3 separate regions of the Mus musculus genome follow, and regions 2 and 3 are each linked to region 1. Evidence: chromatin contacts called from public Hi-C data. All regions are on one chromosome and are shown on one strand. Each heading gives the region's core, a stretch centred on a gene start, on an enhancer-like site or on the middle of the called end of the contact. The rest is flanking DNA. Distances are from core to core; before and after follow the strand shown.

The links. A called contact is a pair of places that touch in the nucleus more often than the background predicts.
Region 2: a contact with region 1 is called in a Hi-C map of liver, with 1.9 times the contacts expected there. The contact joins the promoter of Pbld1 here to the enhancer-like site in region 1. A contact is called at or near these places in 3 of 39 promoter capture datasets (the 3T3-L1 cell line, embryonic stem cells and liver), 2 of 484 Hi-C or Micro-C datasets (the HL-1 cell line and liver) and 2 of 9 other capture datasets (adipose tissue and pancreatic islet).
Region 3: a contact with region 1 is called in a Hi-C map of liver, with 4 times the contacts expected there. The contact joins two enhancer-like sites. A contact is called at or near these places in 1 of 39 promoter capture datasets (the C10 cell line), 5 of 15 datasets of contacts at CTCF or cohesin (CD8 T cells, the NIH/3T3 cell line, embryonic stem cells and 2 more), 97 of 484 Hi-C or Micro-C datasets (3T3-L1-derived adipocytes, the 63-12 cell line, B cells and 43 more), 15 of 115 datasets of contacts at active chromatin or transcription factors (acute myeloid leukemia, bone marrow-derived dendritic cells, embryonic stem cells and 8 more) and 4 of 9 other capture datasets (adipose tissue, embryonic stem cells, liver and 1 more).

What each region holds. Positions count from the first base shown.
Region 1 is chr10:63,154,613-63,157,564 of GRCm38.p6, forward strand. All of the region lies in intron 6 of Mypn (myopalladin), which reads right to left. Among named protein-coding and RNA genes, the nearest start is that of Mypn, 48 kb to the right of the region's middle. Within about 2 kb of position 1,574, at least 40 of the 459 cell types and tissues checked have an H3K27ac peak or open chromatin away from gene starts, as enhancers often do. A contact at or near this core is called in granulosa cells and liver, where this site is marked.
Region 2 is chr10:63,060,235-63,063,013 of GRCm38.p6, forward strand. Pbld1 (phenazine biosynthesis-like protein domain containing 1) reads left to right here and starts at 1,355. Exons shown (of 9, transcript NM_026701.3): 1 at 1,355-1,467. The coding sequence starts at 1,384.
Region 3 is chr10:63,266,810-63,270,026 of GRCm38.p6, forward strand. It overlaps Herc4 (hect domain and RLD 4), which reads left to right. Exons shown (of 25, transcript NM_026101.4): 5 at 2,819-2,895. Among named protein-coding and RNA genes, the nearest start is that of Gm51767, 8.9 kb to the right of the region's middle. Within about 2 kb of position 1,297, at least 3 of the 459 cell types and tissues checked have an H3K27ac peak or open chromatin away from gene starts, as enhancers often do. A contact at or near this core is called in granulosa cells and liver, where this site is marked.

The sequences.
Region 1 (2,952 bases), core at 324-2,823:
TTCTTCCCCGTCTCTGCTACCCCTTGTCTTTTTCTTAAACGTTTATTGGCATCATTTTTTTATTTTTAATTACGTGTATATGTGTATGCTTCTGTAAGTTTATGTGGATGAAGTGGCTTCTGAGGCCAAAAGAAGGCACCAGGGCCTCCTGGAGCTGGAGTTACAAGCTGTGGTGAGCTGCCTGGTGTAGTCCTCTGAACTCTGGTCCTGTAAAGCAGTTCAGACTCTTTACTGCCGAGCCTTTCCTTCAGCCCCACAGCTGAGCCATCTTGCTGGCGCTGTTTTGATTTTGTTTTTTAGAATAAAGTGGCCTTGTTAGGTAGCTGAGGATGACCTTGAACTCTTGATTCTCCCGCCTCCATCTCCTGAGGGCTGAGAATCAGAGGCGTGCACCACTAGGCCTGGTAAATCCAAGGTCTTCTACAAAGTCTCATAAAGAGATGTGTCTACTCACACATAGAGATTAGTTAGGTAAGCCATTAGGGCATGGTGTGGATGATGCTGCTTTAGTCAGGGCAGTAGACCCCAGGCATCCTCTGATGCTGTGATGCTGATGTGGATTATACAATGTGTCTCCCTAAACAGTCGATACAATGTATCTCCCTAAACATTCACATGTTAGAAGCTTCTTCCCTCAGGTGACAGTGTTAAGAGGTAGTGAGACCATCAAGAGGCGACTTGAGAGGTCGTTACTGGCTCCTTTTCTCTTCCTTTCTTTTTTTTTTTTTTCCAAACGAACTTTTATGTATGGTGTTCGCCTGTGTGTGTATGTCTGGAGAGCACAGATCTATGCCTGGTGCTCAGGGAGGCCAGAGGAGGGTGCTGGATCCTCCTCTAGAGCTGGAGCTATGGATGGTTGTGAGCCGTTGTGTGGGAGCTGGAGACAGGGCACAGGTCCTCTGGAAAAGCAGCAAGTGCTCTTAACCACCGAGCCATCTCTCCAGTCCCTTCTTTTTTTCTTTTAAAACCCTGTCTCTCTGCATGATTCTCTTCCTATTCTCCGCCACAAGATCATCACCAGAGCTAAGGCAATACCACTGTTAGACCCTTGAAATGCCAAACCTCTTAGGTACACAAACCTCTTTCCTGTATAAAGGACCCAGCCTTTGGTATTCCATTGTAGGAGCAAAACCCAAACAAATACACACAAGGAGCACAGACTTGGCTGCGTTCATTTCATTTCAGTCAAGCTAAATGAGACAGTCCCCAACTGAGGAAGCCCAAGTTAATCTTTATTGGAAATTATGGATCTGAAATAAAGTCACTATAGTCCAAAGTCCTCATTCCTCTGAGGTCAAAACAATGGTCAAAGTGCAAATCTTCGGTTTGTTTTTGTTTTTGTTTTTTTGTTTTTTGTCACCACAGAGTTTGAGTTCATTCATTACACACCCGACAGTCTGGAGAGTCTCTGTGACCAGGCAGCCCTGAGCCCTTTGTCCCTGCTCTTCCTGAAGATATTCCAAGAATGGAAGCATTTAATGCAGAAGAGATTTGGAAACATGCCTGCTTTGCCCTGCCTGATAGCAGCAGTGCTGTAAATGGGTGTTCCTGCTTAGTGGATCTTGCCTGGCAGGCTCAACGCAAAGATGCCTTCACAAACAGCTTTTCAGCCAGGCATAGTGACACCCTTTAACCCCAGCACTTGGGAGGCAGAGGCAGTTGTATCTCTGTGAGTTTGAGGCCAGCCTGGTCTATGTAGTGAATTCTAGGGCAACCAGAGCTATATAGTGAGACTCTGTTTTTAAAAGCAATCAAACAAACAAGCACCCAGCCAACAAAACAAAACAGTAACAGAAATAGCATCTCTCTTATTGGTTAAAATACATTATCAGTTAGGAGCACTTGTTCTTGCAGAGAACTAAAGCTTGATTCCCAGTATCCACATTGTGACTCACAATTGTCTCTAGCTCCAGTTCTAGGGAGTCTGCTGCCCTCTTCTGGCCTCCTTGGATGCAGGTATGGATGGAGTGCACATACATATATACAGATAAAATACAAAACACTCATCTGCATAAGATAAAATATTTTTACGTATAGCTCCAAGGTTCATGTTGTTATTTATCTTTTTAAATCCAGATGTTTCAGTCTCTTTAGGCATGAAGCACAGAAATGTGTGTAGTGCCTTAGGCTGTAGTTGGTCCAAAAAAAAGAGCTTAGTGATATAAACCAATGGGAGATGTCGAGAGGGCTCAGCAGGCAAAGGTGCTTGCCACTAAGCCTGAGGATATGAGTTTGATTCCAGGACCTACATGGTGGGAGGAGAAAACAGATTCTCATAAGTTGTCCTCTGACTGCCACACTTGTGCTATGACAGTTTGGTTGTCATGGGTGGCCCGGGCTAAGGATGCAGAAAAGTCTCTGGAACTGGTGGGCTGGGAAGAGGGATGGTGAAGCCTTGAGAAATCTGGATCTGGCCACTGGCCCAGTTATTTCAGGGTTTCCTGCCTCTGCTGTTATATAATGTAGGGCTCTTCAAATTCTCCCTTCCCCTGCCCCCTTTCGATCTTCAAGTTACTGCTGAAGCCGCCAGAGCTAGGGCTGAGGCAGCCTTGAAAGCCAGCCAGGGCAGCTGCTGTTGAGTGGGAGGTGACAGGAGCAAGATTCTAATTTGGTCACCTCCCTCCCTCCACACTCAAGACGTGTGAGTGCTGTTCTCTTCCTAAGTAGAGTGAAATGTTTTTGATGTTGCAAAGAGGAGGAGGAAGGGTGGTCTAGCTCCATACACAGAGTGTTTCAAAACACAGGAAGGGTGCTGAGATGGCTCAAAGGGAAAGGGTACTTGTTGCCGAGGCTGAAACCTCAATCCCATCCCTGAAACCTACAGGGTAGAGGGACAGTCCATGCCAAAGAAGTGAATACATGTGAAAAATAGAAACAAGGCATAGAGGGTGGGCTGAGGATGTAACTCTGTTGGTAGAGAGGTTGCCTAGCAGGTACAAAGGCCTGGGTTGA
Region 2 (2,779 bases), core at 105-2,604, 95 kb before region 1:
AGCTAGAAGCTTCCAGGCCTAGACCTGGGTAAGCAGACTGAGGCAGTAAGCCTCTGAGATGACAATTACAACAGGTGAATAAAAGCTACTTTTACATATCCCAAGGCTGGCCTTGAACTCAAGGCAGGCCTGTTGCAGTCTCCAGATTCCACTGAGCCTGGCTCACAAGCTTGTGAAGCCCACTGCCAGGGGGAGACAGAGCCTAATCCTAGCTATTCAGCAGCCGGGGCAGGAGGCTGAAGACCTGTGTAGGTTCCACAGAGAGGTCACGGCCAACGAGGTCAAGATCCCGGGGCCCACAGATCAGGTAAACAAGATAACCTAGAACATTTACCAGTCACGTGTGAGGCCTGGGCTCCATTCCAGCCTTGCAAAAGGGAACCTGTGTCAAAATAGGAGCTTTGTTTCCTTTCTGTGCTGACTCCTGCTATCTGATAGAACAATGGTGATTTACAATGAAATCTCCAAACAACCGCATAAACAACCTGAAACGCAGTGAGAAGAACGATTCTGCTGTCGATGGAGACACGTCCTCGCAGATGACACTTGACAACAAATCCTCCTGTTTGTCCTCCACGCTCCAGTTGGATGTGAGCCCAGTAATTACTTCTTAAATCACTTTAATAGATATGGTGTGCCAGGGGCTCCTCTAGCAGCTATGTGATTTCAAAAGGGGAAAAGGTAAGTTGGTTGTGGTGGCATGGGACTTTAATCCCAGGACTGGGAAGGCAGAAGTAGGCAGATCTCTGAGCTCAAGGCCAGCCTTAAGATCCAGTTCAATAAAGGCTGCATAGTAAGACCCAGTTTTTGTTTTGTTTTGTTTTTTTAAATTAAGATGTGGTAAGAAGAGGGTGACGTGATGTTTTCTGCCAATGAAAACCCAATGATTGCTTTTTATCAGTCAGATTAATAAGCACAGTAAATGTTCATATACTGTGTAAGTTGGTAAACTTTTATTGCTTTGAGACGGGGTCTCCTGTATCCCAGGCTGGCTTGGAACTCCCTGTGTAGCCGAGGATGGCCTTGAGCCTTTCTGTTCTTGCCTCTGCTTCGTTGCGCTAGGATCACAGATGTGTGCCACCATGCCCTGTGTAAGGGTCGATGGGGAATAGAGCCCGGGCTTTGTGCGTGCCAAGCAAGTGCTTACCTGCCCCTCACTGAGCTACTCTGCAAAGGTCAAAGGACATCCAATACAAATGCTAAAACTTGTTAGAGGATTGGTATCTCTAAAGGTAACCATATTGGCACGGTTGTTTGGCTTTTGGTCTGGGAACCATTAACTGCACGTCTGCACCAGTAAAACTTTAACTTATTTTTCAACAGCTGGAAGTGAAGCGGGCTCCGAGCAGGGCAGGGAGCCCTCAGACAAAGCCAGCGAGGAAAATGAAGCTCCCAATCTTCATAGCAGATGCGTTCACTGCGACAGCTTTCCGGGGCAATCCTGCCGCAGTCTGCCTCCTGGAGCGCGTGAGTACGCGGTTCTCAAGGGCCAAGCCTGAACTTCCAGATGTGTGTAGAGCCCTTGACGTCTGTAAAAGACATGAGGCCGTCCTGCGTGTTTGCCACTTTGGCTTGTGTTCTGTGTCACGTCGCTGATGGCCATGTCTTCAGGTTATGAGGGAATGGCTGTGCCTAGACTGGGTCAGAGCCACAGAGGCTCCCAGGCAGGGAACCTGGCAGCAGCTGGGAGTCGGGGCTCATGCCTGCAGCTCTGGTGTTCCAAAGGAGAAGGCAGGAGATCATGAGTCTGCGGCCAGCCTGGGCTACATAGCAGATCCTAGGTCAGCCTGGACTATGTGAAGAAACTCATCTTACAGAATCAAAAATAAATAAGCAAATAAACATAAAAACGTAGGGGGATGGGTTCCTTCTAGCTGCCAGAGTTTAGTTTTATGACTAGATATGGTCGCAGCTACCTTTGAGTCTTACTTTAGGGACTCTCTCATAGGGGTTGGGAGAAGGTCTAAGGCGGGCTGGCCTTAAGCTCCCTGCGTAGCTCAAGCTCTCTTCAGACCCCATCTGCCTCAACCTCCTTAGTGCCTGCCTGGGTTACAGCTGCCGGCCATCTTTCCTGGCTTTAACCTTTCCTGTTCCTCAGACATTTAGAAGTTCTCTCGAAGGCTGAAGGCTCATTGTTTCAGAGTGGCTACTGCTCTCGCAAAGGACTTATGTTCCATTCTTCACACCCATGTGGGACACTTACAACTGCTTGTGGCTCCAGCTCCCGACGGAGATCTGAGAGATCTGACTGACACTCTCTTCTGACCTCTGAGGTCACTGCAATCATGTGTACAAACCCAAACACACACATACACATACATACACACACAAACCCACACAAACCCAGATACACACACATGCACTTGCACACACACAAACACACAGACATGTCTGCACTCACTTTCTCTCTTCCGATCTCCAAAGGCTCTATGCTCAAGTGTATTGACTGACACACAGACATTCATTCTCTCTCTTAAAATAATTGTCAAAATATATTAAAAATCTCTTTAGGATCAAGAAAATAAGGCACCGGCAAAGAATTAAGGAGAGGCAAGGAATTGATCTCCACTCTGTGGAAAAGTTAGTTTGCCAAAACTCTCCCTTTGTAAATAGCTCTTTTGTGGCTCCCATGCTGGCTCAGCAGGTAAAGGTCCTTGGCGCCAAGCCTGAAGACCAGAGTTCAATTCCTGGGAGCCACAGAGTGGACACAGACAACCTCCTCCTGCCAAGTCATCCCCCGGCCGCACAAGTGTGCCACGGCCCCCAAATAAATGAGTTA
Region 3 (3,217 bases), core at 47-2,546, 110 kb after region 1:
AAAATTTTTCCTCTTTTGATCCATTTGATTGTTTAGAACTAAGCTGTTTAATTTTGTATAGTTATTTAGTCTCTAGTTGTTTCTTGCTACTAGTTTCTAGTTTTATTGTATTGTGACTGAAAAAGATAAGATTTTGTAAAAAAAAAAAAAAAAAGAAGATTTTGTCGGGGCTGGTGAGATGGCTCAGTGGGTTAGAGCACCCGACTGCTCTTCCGAAGGTCCTGAGTTCAAATCCCAGCAACCACATGGTGGCTCACAACCATCCGTAACGAGATCTGACTCCCTCTTCTGGAGTGTCTGAAGACAGCTACAATGTACTTACATATAATAAATAAATAAATCTTTTTTAAAAAAAAAAGATTTTGTTTTTTTTTTTTTTTTTTAATTGAGGGGCTAGGGGTAGAGCTTATTTGAGAGATAGTGCTTGTTGCCTTGTTGCAACATGGCACCCGCCCCCCCCCCCCCAAGATCCAATTGCATGTTCTTCTAATCCCAGTACCAGGGTGGTGACAGAAGCTTTAGATGGTCGTCCTCAGATTAATAACAACTTTGAGGACAGCCCAGAATAATAAGTGAGACCTTTATCAAACTAAGAAAAGGGGGAAGATACATTATTGAGAATTGGTTTGTGGCCTACTAGGTAGTTCAGCCATACCCTGGAGAATATTCCACATGCTGTTGTGTAGAAGGTTCTGAGGTTCTGTAGTTGTCTGCTAGGCTAGTTTGGTCTAGGGTACCTTTTGACTTCTGATTTTGTATTGAGTTTTTCTTGGCTATCCTGTCAACTACACAAAGTGGGACATTAGAGTCCTGTGTTACTGTGTTGGAGTTGATCTCACTTAGGTCTAGAATACCTAGAGGACGTGTTTTGCATATTAGGATGCTCAGATGATATTGAATTGTTTTCTGAGTTGACTCTTTAGCACTGCATAGTGCTCCTGCCTCTCTTTACTGCTTTTGACTTAAAGTCCCTTTCATCTGACAGAAGTATGGCTACTGTTTTCTGTTACTTCTCTTTGCCTAGAGTATCTTATTCCATTGCTTCACCTTGCATTTTGTCCTTAGAGGTAAAATGAATTTCTTAGAAGCAGCTCTTAGGATCTAATTGGGGTGGTCCACACCTTCAGTCCCAGCAGTGAAGAGTCTGAGCCAGAATTGTCATTTAGGTGAGCTTGGACCACCAAGTGAGGCTGTCTCAAACAAACCAAAAAGAAGTAGTAGCAGCTGTATGTGTTTGGATTTTGTAATTCACTCAGTTACTCTTCTTGTTTGTTTGAAGAGGGACTGTCCTGGAACTATGTAGGCCAAACTGGCCTTGAACTCAGATCCACTCGCCTTTGCTGAGATTAAAGGCCTGCTCCACCATGCCGAGCTCAGTCACTTTTTTTAACTAGAGAATTTAGTGTGTTGTCATTTAAGATGTTTGTTTAATTTTACAGTGTCTCACTTTGTAGTTCTGACTGGCTTCAAACTCTGTAGACCTTGAAAAATGGTGCATTCACCAAGTGATATTTGGCTGTGACTGTGTTAGGCTTTGGGAGTCCCGTGGATATAGGATATAAGATGAATTCTGCCTTTATAGAGTTCATTGTTTAGCATATGAGACAGACACTAAATGAATATATAGTAGTGATAACTGTATGAAAACAGGAAAACGTGTGGTTCTTTGAGAATTTAGTATTTTGAAATGTTTTATATGAACTTGTAAATTGAAGTTAATAATGAAAAGATGAATGTGGTGTGGGTGGTACCCACCAGCAGGAGCAGTTAATACCAACTTTAGCACAATTAAACACATCCATGTGTTTTTGTTTCTAGCTCTTTTGCATTTATTTTGTTATAGCATTCTGTTATACCGTTAAAAACTTAAGGTACATTAGAACCTGCTAGTTTAAAGCAGCACAACTCTCAGGTTATATATGTGTGTGTGTGTGTGTATATATATATATATATATATATATATACTAAATAAAAGTGTATATTCTTATGCACTGTGGAGTTAGAGCTAACTGCCCCTTTTCCTGCTCACAATAATATTCACTGCAACTGTCTTTGGAAATCATAGGGATCAAAACTCTGTTCAGAATTTGCTCCAGACTTTGAGTTGGCAGAGTCAGGTCAGGTGGCAGTATCAGCTAAAGTCAGATAAGAAAAATTCCTCTTACCTTTCCCTTGAGAAACCTGTATTTAGAAAAGCAGGAGAAGATTGGTCAGGTGAAGGGGAAGTGTGTAAGGTGCTTGGGATGTAGCAGCCAGCCCTCCCCAACTCCCCAGGAACGCATTGTGGCTAGGAAAAGCTGAGAGTGTGATAGCATTACTGATTATTGATTATCATAAATGACATTGATTATCATAAATGCAAATGGACTAAATTTCCCTAGTTGAAACAGGAGTGCCACTGATGTGGCTGTAAGCAGAAGAGTAGGTGGGGGACTAGGATCCATCATTCTGATGTTGGAGATGTGGAAAACACCAGGTTCCAAATAAACTGCCAGGTTTTACACTAAAAATTAAGAAAAGTCTTAGATAATGGAAGAAAATGCTTGAGTGATCAACGCATCCTGAGGGATGTTTATCTATAAGCATGGTTTACCTTGCTTCTATTCTGTCTTTTTAAGTGTTTTCTCAGCATATCTTTTTATACTTGTATATTCTGATTATTGGTTTTAACCTGAAGTTTTGATAATTGGCCGTGACTGAAAGAGACAGCATGCCCTGAAAAGTCAGCAGACAACTAGCCAGTGAGTTGCACATGAGTAGCACGTAAGATCCACTTGTTCCACAGAGGGAATTAAGTCTGCTCTCTTTTCTTTTCTAGAAATATTAAAAGTCTTTCGGATATCCAGATAGTACAGGTTGCGTGTGGTTACTATCATTCGCTTGCACTTTCTAAAGGTAAGCACTTGTCCCTTTCTAACTAATTACTTCTTGGTACTCTGAACAAAAGGCCGCTGGGTTTTCTTTTACAAGATTTGTCCTGATTTCATTTCCATGTATTTTAAATCAGCTGTTAGTTTCTATGTTTACAAAGCTGCTGAAATATTTGTTGAGCTTATGGTGTCTATAAATCAGTATTAGGGTAATCTTTACAGTGTTAAGTTTTCCAACACATGAACATGATACTTCTGCATGTACTCTGTTTCTCTTACTAGGCTTTTTTCCTTTGTTTATTCAAGACCGGGTCTTATATATCAATACGGCTATCCTTGAACCCACT